2 separate regions of the Mus musculus genome follow, and region 2 is linked to region 1. Evidence: chromatin contacts called from public targeted proximity ligation data. All regions are on one chromosome and are shown on one strand. The core of a region is the stretch at or near the end of the contact, and the rest is flanking DNA. Distances in the headings are between cores, read along the strand shown. Region 1 has its middle 14 kb from the start of Mir101b. Region 2 has its middle 19 kb from the start of Gm41829.

Region 1 (6,239 bases), core at 998-3,497:
AAAGTATGTGATGCCATAAGAATAGTTCCATTGTGTTTTATTTGTGGGTTGTTATTTATTTGTTGGTTCGTTTATTTTTGAGACAGTCTTACTAGATGACCCAGGCTGGCCTTGAGTTTGCAATCTTCCTGCCTCAGACACTTAGTGCTGGGATGACAGTCATCAAACCCACCATGCTTGGCTGTGTAATGCTTTATCATGGAGATGTAACTAATCGCAATCATGGAGGATCTCAGCATTTGGGAGGGAAATTTCACAAAATACCCATGGAGTATCCTGTATTCCAGGGCATACAATCCTAGCAAATGGTCCACAGGGGACTGGGATGGCTGACGCTCTCCACTTGTTCCCGTCCTTCTTCTTCTGGCAAAGCTGCTTTAATAATATTGCAAAAAAAGGTTCCTGCTGCACCATTTCTTCCATCTGAGGGCATTTGTCACATGCTTTCTCTCTTTGAGGTAAAATGAGCAGGGCATTCAGTGCTTCAGTTGTCCTAGCCCGAGCTGGACAGGAGCTGTTTGAATCCTACATGCTCAACAGACAAAACTCAGGACTGAAAATAGCACCCACTTAGTCAGGAAAGCGCCCCAAGAGCGTACACAAATATCAACAGCGGCGAAAAGCACCCACGTGATCTCTCCATTTTAGAGAAAACAGAGCAGCCAGCCCAGCTCTTTTCTGGAGAGCCCATCCAGAGAACAGGCTAGCAGCATTCACGACAAGAGCTTGTTTTACACACAAGAGCATCTTTCCAGAAATCCACTCACAAGGCCCAAGCCCTCTTCCCATTCCCTGAAACCTGGTTCTCCCTCCTCCAAAGCCATAGCTTTGCTGGTCTTGATGTGGACGTGTCATCCTACTTACTTGGGATTCAAGAACAGCAGAGGCAGCTTAAGGAACTCCTGTCTCAAAAAAAAAAAAAAAAAAAAAAAAAAAAAAAAAAAGGTAAAAAGGGCTGGAGATGGGAGATGAGGCTCCATGATAGAGCCCTTGCCTGACACGCCCAGGTTCCTAGGTTTCAATCCCCAGTTAAAAACAGGCAGAGTTTTGTATCTCTGCAGCAGGTGCTAACATGGAGAACCCAGGTCAGATTTCTCTAAGACACAAGCATTTGAAGGCTCAGACTTGACCTAGTTCAACTGTAGATATTCAGGGGGCCTCCCATTTCTCTAGGGTCCTCTTCTCTACTTAGGGACTATTTCTCCCTAAGTTCTTCCGGCCCCATCTTGCCAAGGACTCAAAGTAGGTTCCAGAGCACATTGAACTATTAGGATGAGAGGATTTGTCTATGCAACTCTCAGAAAAACTGGGGTCCTTGTAATAATCACATAAGCTGAAAAAAGAAAGTCCCATCCTACCCACACATCTGAAGGTTTTAATTTCTGGAAGCCCACACAAGGGAATATGGCTTGGGGCCTGATGGGGTGGGCAGCCATTGATTTGAAACTGAGATATACAGATTCTCCATATTATAGGGAGGGTAGGAGTGAAACCTGGATTTTCCACCTCAAGTCCCGCACATTACTCAGCTTCTCAAAAATATTTCAGTCAAGAATGTGAGAGTTAAATGCATACCTGTAATCCTAGCACTAGGGAGTCTGAAGCATGAAGATCCTGAGTTTAAGGCCAGCCTGTGCTGCACAAGACCCTGTCTCAAAAACAAAGAATGTAAGACTATATTTTTCCTTAAAAAAAAATACTGCTATGCCAGGAACCCCTAAATTTCTACCTTCAGGAAAAAACCATGGTGTGACATTTTCTTCATTGTGGTTTCTATTGCTGTGATGAAACACCATGACCAAAAACAAGTTGAGGAGGAAAGGGTTTATTGTAGTCTATCTTTGGAGAAAACCGGGACAGGAACGCAAATAAAGTTTGAACCCAGAGGCAGGAGCTGATGCAGAGGCCATGGAGGGGTGCTACTTACTGGTTTGCTCCCCATGGCTTGTTTAGCCTGCTTTCTTATAGAACCCAGGATCATCAGCCCAGAGATAGCACCACCCACAATGGGCTGGGCCCTCCCCATCAATCACTAGTTAATAAAATGCCTGACAGCCCAATCTTATGGAGGCATTTTCTCCATTGAGTCTCCCTCCTCTCAGATGTCTCTAGTGTAACAAGTTGACATAAAACTAGCCAGCAGACATTAACACTGTTTTCTTCTCAGAATGGGGATGGGTTCCTGGGTCAAGGAGTTTGCAGTGCCATGTTACACAGAACATTCACTTACATGACGTGAGTCATCTCTTACATCACTTACAGAAACTGAATGTGACTCATTTCTGGGGTGGGGGCTGCAAAGTGTTCCAGGCCTCTGTCTACAATCCCTTTCCAGGGAAAGCCCAGCTATGTTTCCACATGACCCACACCCCCCAGGAAGTGCTACACTGTGTCTAGAGACCCAGGATCATCAGCCCAGAGATAGCGCCACCCACAATGGGCTGGGCCCTCCCCATCAATCACTAGTTAATTACGGTTAGAGACCGTAACTCAAGCCCAGCCCAGTGTTCTAGTCTAGAATGCTGCGGTCAGCAAGAGAGCAAACCAGCAGGTCAAGCCCCTAGGCTGCCATCACGGCATTGGCCTCCACGGAGCCTCTTTCCCAGGCAGCAGCTACCTCACAAGGTGCTCGTGCACTCTTTTTGTTTCTTTGAGAATGGGGCAAAACCATTTAATTTTTAATTGTTGGCTAGTGTTTTTCTATAAGCACGTTCCAAGAGTCATCTAAGAGGGAAGCTCAAGGGAGAAAATGTCTCCATAAGATAGGAGTAGAACATTTTAGTTAGTGATTGATGGGGGAGGACCCAGCTCATTGTGGGCGGTGCTATCCCTGGGCTGGTGATCCAGGATGCTCTAAGAAAGCCGGCTGAGCAAGCCTCCTTGGCCTCTGCAACAGCTCCTGCCTCCCAGTTCCTATGTCCTGCCTTTATTGAGGGACTGTGATGTGGGAACATGAGCAAAAGGAATCCTTTCCTCCTCAAGTTGCTTTCGGTCCTGGTGTTTCATTCCAGCAACAGCAACCCGGACTAAGACACTCGCTGAGGAAAACAGCTATGAGAGATGAAACTTAGGTTCTAAGTTTGCCTGTTTAACAGCCAACTATAATGTAAAACAGGACTTATATTGTAAGAGCAACACTTCTCCCGTTCAGTGCCCCACTTGATGTCTTCATTGCTTTTTTTTTTTTTTAACCGAAACCATTAACATTTTATACCCCCGGAAATCCGGAAATCTCCCTCTGCCACCCCTCCCATTCTTGAATCAGATTTCCTGAGGTTGAGGAAGGCAGAGCCACTGGGGGGCCACGGGCTGACGTCTGTATTCGGATGCTCTTTGTTCCAGCCAGGCCCGACCTTCTCCTCAGCTACAACTCCTATGCTGCCCCACATCTTGAACTGGTCGCAGTCACTTCTTCATGCTTGCTGCTCCTCTTTCCATCCAAGAATACCACTGGCTAAAATGTCCAACATTTAGGCTGGACATTAGCCTTCTGAATATAATCTTTTTTTTTATGGGTTATATATTGTTAAACTAGTTTTATTTTACTATAGTAAGTAACTCCTTACTATAGTACTGGAAGATTCTGGATGGGGGAAGGGAGGTTAGCAGGGGGTGTTGTGGGGTACCCTTCTGAGGGTGTTGAGGGGGTCTGAGCATGCAGTTTACAACTGCAGTCTTGCTTCTGTTTCCCCAGGATCCTTTGTCTTCTGTAAGAAACACTGGAGTCTTCCCTTGAGAGTCATCTCTTCCATTCTCATTGGTCCACACAAATTGGGTAACAATAACATAACCATCCAGAGAGGAGAACAGGACCCAGAGAGTCCTAAGAATGCTCTACTCAGCAATGAGAGATGCAATTCTAAGGGAATTAAAAACCAAACCAACCTCAGCTAGAGAACGGGAATAGAGACAATGTTCGACCCAGGAGCAGGGAGACAACAGTGGAAAAAGCAGAGCTGAGATGGGAGTGAACTCTGAAGATGTCTGCGTCCTGGGCTCAGCTACCCCGGAGCATGGGGAGGCCTGGGGAACTTCTCAGGTTGAATTTGCAAGTCTGAGTCAGTCTGATCTCTCATTTGCTGCTGCATTCTTTCCTACTTCAAAACCTGACCGTTCAAACTACTGTCCATACTCCTGTCAAGGTACTTCTGGGTTCAAGACCCCGAATCCCCTATTCTACTATCCATAAAAAAGGTGGCTCAACTTATCAGGCCTAGTTTCCCTTTGTAGTTAGGTTTTGTTTATATCCCAATGAGCAAACCAAGGCTCAAAAAGACTTTTAGCTCACTCAAATGTAGCGTCGTCAACCTGACTCTTGGAGTTGTATATTTTGTATTACATGATGTTCCCCATGGCACCAGACTAGTTATAGAGAAAAAAAATATTGACATACACGATCTCAAAATTGGCACAGCCATTTTCTCTCTTGGTGAGAATAGCGGCTCCTTACAGCTCCACCTGGCTGAGTGAATGTGGAGCTTTAGACCCAGCATTGCTGACGCAGTGAGGGCTCTCATCCCGCCCTCACTGGCTGGAACACAGAGAACCTCGCTGGGATGCCTGTAGGCCTCCTTTTTAACTCTGTCTTCTTGTTGTGGGGACAGTTTGACCTCAAGCTCCATGCAGGTGCCATAGCTTGTATCTGGTCTGTTAGCTGAGCACATCCAAGGACTAGATGTAAAGATATGGCCTGTGACTCATGTTGACATTAACCTGTTAGATGAAGGGCTACTTTGAATCGGCACCAAGAACTGAACAGCCAAAAACTATCTATCCCGATCTCAGGGTATTTAATAAATGCTCTTAATACTGGTATGCAGTGAGGTAGGTGCTTTGGAATTTCAAAAGAAACTAAAGGTCTGAAGGATGCAGAGCCAGCCCAGGAGTACTGACAAAGCTAGGATTTGGCCATAGGTCAAACCCTGAACCCTGTTGTTTTAACAAGACTCTACTGAAATTCAGGAACCAAAGGCTTCCTTAAAAAAAAAAAAGAAAAGAAAAAAAAAAGGGGGGGGGGCACACAGAATATTACAAGACATACCCAGTGCTTAATTCTGTGAGTTAAACAAGGTAAGACAATTGACTACGTGCTGAATACTAAGAAAAGGGTCGAGGGAGGCCTGGAAACAGGAAACCAGTGTTTGGGAGTCAGGGCCTCCCCCAGGAACTAGAACTGAGGAGGCTTGGAAAGAAAAGTGAAGGGTTCGGTTTAATTTCCTAGGCCTTCTGAGAGTTATCATACCACACATCAGAATCTCTAAGACGTCCCCCAGTTTTCCCTCTTAAGTTGCTTGGTGTCAAGAGATTTAATTTCCTGACAGTCGGTGCCCTTCCGGAGCCTGTGAACGCTCACTCGCTTTCAAGATTTCTAACAATTAAGCGTGCAAAAAAAGCACCGATCTTGCTTTCTGGATATTTAAGCGTTCCTGCTCTTTGCAGTTTGCAGCCTCCGATTTCCGGCAAACATTCTCGTAGCTTAAAAATCTTAGACACAATGCCTTTAATTGCGTCGTGGGTCTAAGACATCAGTGACCCACAGAGCTCATGACGGCGGGAAGCATGTGTCTGTGGAGTTCCAGGAACTAAACAGCTTGAAGTTGTTTGTCAGTTCCCTTCCCATAGCAAGACAGGCAGCCACTGCAAAGCTCAGCATGGGCCCTTCTCACATCCTTCCTTGAAGACCAGCAAGAGCAGTGGGAGACAGCCCTTGCTCCAAGACAGAGACCAGCAGCTACCCTGCTACTCTGTCCTAGCCTTGGTGATCCAGTCACATAAGCCAGAGAACAGAAAAATCAAATCAGCGTGTGCCATCACCAGCTTGAGTACCTTCCTTTTAAAAGGGCGTCTACCTTCATCAGTTTGAGTACATCAATTCCCCAAATCGTAGCCGAGAAAACCTAACAAGTCAGCCAATCATAATGGTTTTTGGATGCAAGGGTCTTTAAAGGGTTGGGGATTGTGGAGAGAAGAATAAAATATGTCCTGGGCTGTCTGTGAAACTCAGTGTCAGAAGTAACCCAGATGTTTTCGAACGAGTGTGATCGGAATCTCTCCTCGAGTTGGGTCAGACTTTCCTGACAGGTATGCGCCAGATATGACAAGGACCTCTTGTGGTCCTACACCCAGCACCCTGACAAAATGACTTCTGTTTGAGTAGAGGCATGGTGTGTTAGATCTGTTAGATGTCTCTGATAACCCACTCTTGTCAACTCACATCTCAGATGTGGCCAACAACAGTA
Region 2 (5,927 bases), core at 358-2,857, 78 kb before region 1:
CTCCTCTTCCTCCTCCACCTCCACCTCCTCCTCCTCCTCCACCTCCTCCTCCACCTCCTCCTCCTCCTCCACCTCCTCTTCCTCCTCTTCCTCCTCCTCCTCCTCCCCTAACCTACATTGAACTCAGGTCCTTGCGTTTGTAAGGTGAATCTTTAGCACTTCAGTTATCTCCCTAGCCCCCTCTATTTACATCCTTGAAGCCCTGTCTGACAATATTATAGGAATAATTTTGTATTTCTCTTATCTAAAGTTAGTTTGAACAATGGTCCTGCAATAGGGAAAGTGGCTTATAATACAAACCTGTGAGTCTCCATTTTTCTGTTTTGTTCTTTTGTTTTTCTTTGCTTTTGCACCACAGATTTACCTACAGTGTTACCATTAGGGCTTTCTAGATGGTACTTTCTCCAGGCCATTATTTGATATGGCTAAACAATCTCGCATTTAGCAGCTGAGCCATACTTTAATTAACATTTCCTGTTGCTGGATTTTTAGGGTATGACTAATTTCTCGCCATGACAAATAACTTTCCTGTAACAGGATGCATACTTCAGTCAGACATTGTTTAATTTTTAGATTGTTTCCTTAGTATAAATTCTGAGAAGATTCTATCCTTCTTCACTCATCCTGCTAATTGACTGTGATGAAAGATGTGTTTAATCCCACTGTTAATGTGTAGGAAGTGTTATCAAAATTTGAATATTCTTATGAGTGCTGCTTATTTTGTAGGTGAGTTAATGGAAGAAAAAACGTTCCTCATTTTAATTTTTCTCTTTAAGGATGACATGGAACATGTAGGTTAAATAGATGACCTCATTTTCAATACCTAATCACCTTATTAGTCTCTCAAGGTTATGAAATAGCCTGCCAGTAAAGACTGATCACTTAAGAAACACAGGCAATGCCTTAACCTATGGATTTGTATTTGCATATATCCCTACAAGGTCAGTCTGTTACTTTGAAATTTTTCTTTCAAAAACAAAGAATAATGGCAAAACTTTTCTTAAAAAAAAAAAAAGTCCTCGAAACATTTATCTGCATTTATTTATAGCTTGATTCGAAAGCATTGGAGGTATAGAGGGCTTCAATCAACTTAGTAAATCATAGGAAAACAATAGTACATGGTTTGAACGCACAGAGTTCCACATGAGTACAGGCTGTCCTGTGGCGCAGTTGGGGAGAACAGCATAGGAGGGGAGGGCGTGGGTGTGGCCAGGCAGAGGGGGTTGGGTATCCCGCAAGTCAGTCCAACCCCAGTTTCCCTTGAGCAGCTGCCTTTGAACCTGAGATTCTGGGTTCTGAGAATAGGGAACTGACTACCTGATGCAGAAGAAAGAGGAAGAAGACTGTCTCCTTTTGAAGGTTGGGCCGACCGTCCCAAGTATTTTGAAATAGAGGTTATGGTTGGGATCTTTCCACTTCTCTTTCTATACTGCTGCCTACTACCGCCTCCAGATCTCAGAGACCTGGCACTCTGAGTGAGGTCTCCACCTCCATGCAGCGCGCCTCCCCCCATCCCAGTGCCCCAACACTTCCTGCTTATGGGCCACTTCACTCCCAATCTTCAAAACCAACAGACTTCTGCCAAAAGACCATCTGTTTGAAACATGCTTTCTAAAATGTATATGGCTGATAGCCTCACCAGCTTCCCAGACAGATGCCTTGGAAGCTATACCCCCTTTAAAAGCATGTGATAAACTCAAGGTCAATTCATAGATCTTGAGGTGCCCAAATCCCAGCTCTGATAAAAATTCAGGCAGCCACCTTGTGTTTCAGCCATTACTGAGGAAGAGACATATAATGGAACCAAAAAATTTAACTAATCTAACACACTTGACAGGCAGGTATTAGTAAATGTTGGGTATTGACTCTCTCCTCTACATCCCTCCTGCAGAAACCTGGCCATGATTTCTGGCTTCTCTCTGCCTCTAGTAACACATGGGGGGGGGGCGGGGGTAATGAAAGATATTTGCAGACACAATATATTTATCATCACACACTAAGTTAAAATTTGGCAACATCTTATTATGGTTTCAGCTAGGGAAGTTTAGTTAGGTAACTGTTATTTTGCTAACTACATTTGAAAGTTCTCTGATAATAACAGGACTTTCTTATCTTGGTGAGATAATAGAACAGCACCCAAATATGGCTAGTTGTTTACTTATTTTAAAAGGTTCATATCCAAAAATATATAAAGAAACCATGCAAGTCCATAGCAAAACCCCCACACAATCTGATGTTTAAAATGGGAAATAGACCATTTCTCAAAAGAACACACAGAAATGATCAACAGGTATATGAGGTGGGGGTGGGGAGATTAAACATCACCAGCCACAGAGAATTACAAGCTAAGACCACAAAAGATGTCACCTCACTCTAATAAGAATGATGGTTATCAACAAGAAAAAACAGTAAATGCTGTGAAGGATATGAAGAAAAAGGAACCCTTGCACACTGTTGATAGGGATGAAAATTTACACAGCTATTGCAAAAAACACCATAGAGACCCATAAATAAAACTGAAACTAGAACTGCTATATATGACCTGATAACACTACCACTGGGTATATTTCCAAAGAAAATGAAGTCAGTATATCAAAGAGATAGCCACACTCCCGTTAGGGCAGACCCATTGACAAAACCAAGAAACAGAAGCAGACTAAGTACCTATCAATGGATTAAGTGATAAAGAATAGACAACAGAATAGTATTCAGATAAAAATCGTTTTATTTGTGACAGCATGGATCTGGAGACCACTGTTAAGTGAAAGACAAATACATGATGCCCCCATTCATATGTACAATCTAAAAAAGTTGGACTTAGAAGACATGACACTAGAATAGGATTGCCAGAGGTTGAGAAAGTAGACGGTAGGGAGAGGGGTGGCGATTTGGTTAATAGGCACTAATCAGGTTAGGAATGTAGTGCTCTGCTGTAGAGTAGAGTGAGCATAGATTAGATGATGATATGTTTATTTACTTCAAAGGAGATAGAATGATTTTACTGTAAAGAAACAATGAGTGTTTAAGGAGAGAGAATTGCTTTTCCTGATCTGAGCATTACACTGCTTATTCGTGTATTGAAATGAATAGTCAATAAGTATGTGTGCCTTGGTTGTGTTTATTAGACATGCAAGGGACTACTGGCTTTCGTCCGGAAATGTTCTCTAGTTTCTGCCAAAAATTCTGTACCTCTGAAAAACTCCAATCCTGAGTAAAACAGAACACCTGCTCATCCAATAACTGGCATGTAAGGGTGGCCTACAATCCTTTAGCTTCCACATCAATACAGCTGTGAGTGGGTGTCAGTGTCATGTGGAACACAAAGCTGGTATTTATTAATGATTGTTGCATCTACCTACATTTCAGATATTGGACTATGTCCAATACAGCACGGCTGCCCCTGGAGCAGAGCTAACAGGACATGGGCCTCCATGAGTGTTGACAGTTGCTAGATGCAAGATTTGTTTGTATAATATTGCACATGTATTTTATGTTCCTCCTATGGGAAATGTAGTGGCTATTCCTGGTTGTCAACTTGACAATATTTGGAATGAACTACAATCCGGAATTGGAAGGCTCACCAGTGACCCTTATCTGGAGGCTTGGAGATCCTTATCTGGATCTTGGTTTGAAGATCTTGAGCCATAGTGGCTATGGATTCCAGAAGATTGAATCTCCGAGTTTAAGGAACACACCCTTAATCTGGGCTACGCCTTTCATCTGGGATTAAAGGTGTGGTGGAACACACCTTTAATCTGGGCTCCACCTTCTGCTGGAGACAATATAAGGACATTGGAAGAAGGGAGTCTAGCTCTTGCTCTTGCTCCTGCTCCTTCGCCTGCTTGCTGCGTGAGACTGAGTAACTGCTAGATCCTTGGACTTCCATTCACAGCTGCGACTGAACAATTGTTGGGAATTGGGCTGCCGACTGTAAGTCATCAATAAATTCCTTTACTAACTAGAGACTATCCGTAAGTTCTGTGACTCTAGAGAACCCTGACTAATACAGGAAATGTTCTTCCCACCAAAGTTACCTGGGATTTTTCTCCCTGCCTAGGTTAATAACCTCATGATAACTAGAAGCAGCACAATACCAGGAGTCAAGAGTGTGTCTCAGCAAAATGGTAAATGCTGTGACCTTCAGGACAGCCCTTAAGGCTGTGGGAAAGAACAATGAAGACATGAGTTTAAAAATGTATAATTTCTCAACTATGTAAAAATATAGGGATGCAATTTGAATTATATGAGGGGCTTCACAGACCTAAAAGAACAGAGGCTGCTGCACTATGAGCTAACTTCTCAGGAAGATATTAAGAAAGGAGATAATGAGATTTAGGGAGCAGCAATCTTAAATCAAGATACCACCCAGCTAAATTTATTGTCTGTGCTTACAAAGACAGGCAGATCTCTGAATTCATTTGCCAAGATTTTTTTTTAAATGTACTTGCTATCTTCTTCTTAGAATTAGGGGGCTAAAGTCATAAAATGCTGATTCATGGGGTAACCAAAAGGGAACCTGGTTAAAAGATTGAACTGATATGCAAATAAAAGACTGGGCCTTTGGTCTGCAAGAGATGAGGTAGCAGAGAGATATTGCAGTTTTCATTTTAGAATTTGTCTGGCAAGTTTTCTAACTTTGGTTACAAAATCCATGAGCTATCCAGAGAGCTTTTAGAATTTTTTATCTTGCAAGAGAGAGCAGACTACAGAGCTGTCAACCTGTCCACTGACTTTGAGTCTTTCTTTCGAAGCTCCCAAACACCCCTTCCTCAGGATCCCTTTTCCAAGGTGATGCTGGTCCTTAGCAAGATTGTAGCTTTTTGTCATTGTTGTTGTTGTGCCCAAGTTTGGTTATTGCAAAGACATTCACCTTTTAGAATGAGTTTAGAAGAATTCTTTCCTCTTTGGTTTTTTGTTTGTTTGTTTTTTGTTTTTTGAGACAGGGTTTCTCTGTATAGCCCTGGCTGTCCTGGAACTCACTTTGTAGACCAGGCTGGCCTCCAACTCAGAAATCTGCCTGCCTCTGCCTCCCGAGTGCTGGGATTAAAGGGGTGTGCCATCTCTGCCCGGCTCTTCTCCTCTTTGGTTTTTGGGAATAATTTGAGAAATGAGTTGTTCTAAGATGTTTGGTAGACTTCATCAATAAAGCTATCTGGGACAAACTTTTAATATTAATTCATTCTCATTACTTGACACTGGTTTGTTCTGGTTTTCTATTTCTTCACAAATCTTTGTAAAGTGTACATGCCCAGGAATCTATCCATTTCTTCTGCATTAGAAAATGTGTTCACACACAGTGGTTCAAAGTAGTCTTTAATAATCTTTTAGGTTCTTGTGATTTGAATTGTGTGTCTTCTTTTTCTTTCTTTCTTTCTTTCTTTTCTTTTTTCTTTTTAGATTTATTTATTTTATGTATTTGTACACTGTAGCTGTACAGATGGTTGTGAGCCTTCATGTGGTTGTTGGAAATTAAATTTTAGGACCTCTGCTCACTCCAGTCAGTCCTGCTCGCTCAGTCCCTGCTTGCTCTTGCCCAAAGATTTATTTATCATTATACATAAGTACACTGAAGTTGACTTTAGATGCACCAGAAGAGGGCGTCAGATCCCATTATGGGAGGTTAATAGCCACCATGTGGTTGCTTAGATTTGAACTCAGGACCTTCGGAAGAGCAGTCAGTGCTCTTACCCACTGAGCCATCTTGCCAGCCCCGTGTCTTCTTTTTCTTTTCTGCTTTTGTCATATTTCTTCATAAAAGCATGCTATTTCATTGAGGTTTGATTCTTTGCTTTCATTTGCTTGCTTGTGCATGATGGTCTTGCTGTGTGAACAAGCTTGAACTCCCTGTGTAACTTGAGAGTCTTGAACTGTTGTCAACTGTCCTGCTTCAGCTGTGATTACAGGTGTGCACCATCAGGTCCGGCTAC

What was found.
Region 2: a targeted proximity ligation map of CD8 T cells shows a contact between it and region 1, with 8 read pairs. A contact is called at or near these places in 5 of 484 Hi-C or Micro-C datasets (CD8 T cells, bone marrow-derived macrophages, embryonic stem cells and 2 more) and 5 of 130 datasets of targeted methods (CD8 T cells, effector CD8 T cells, embryonic fibroblasts and 2 more).

The regions. Positions count from the first base shown.
Region 1 is chr19:29,146,384-29,152,622 of GRCm38.p6, reverse strand. No RefSeq gene overlaps it. Among named protein-coding and RNA genes, the nearest start is that of Mir101b, 14 kb to the right of the region's middle.
Region 2 is chr19:29,223,726-29,229,652 of GRCm38.p6, reverse strand. No RefSeq gene overlaps it. Among named protein-coding and RNA genes, the nearest start is that of Gm41829, 19 kb to the left of the region's middle.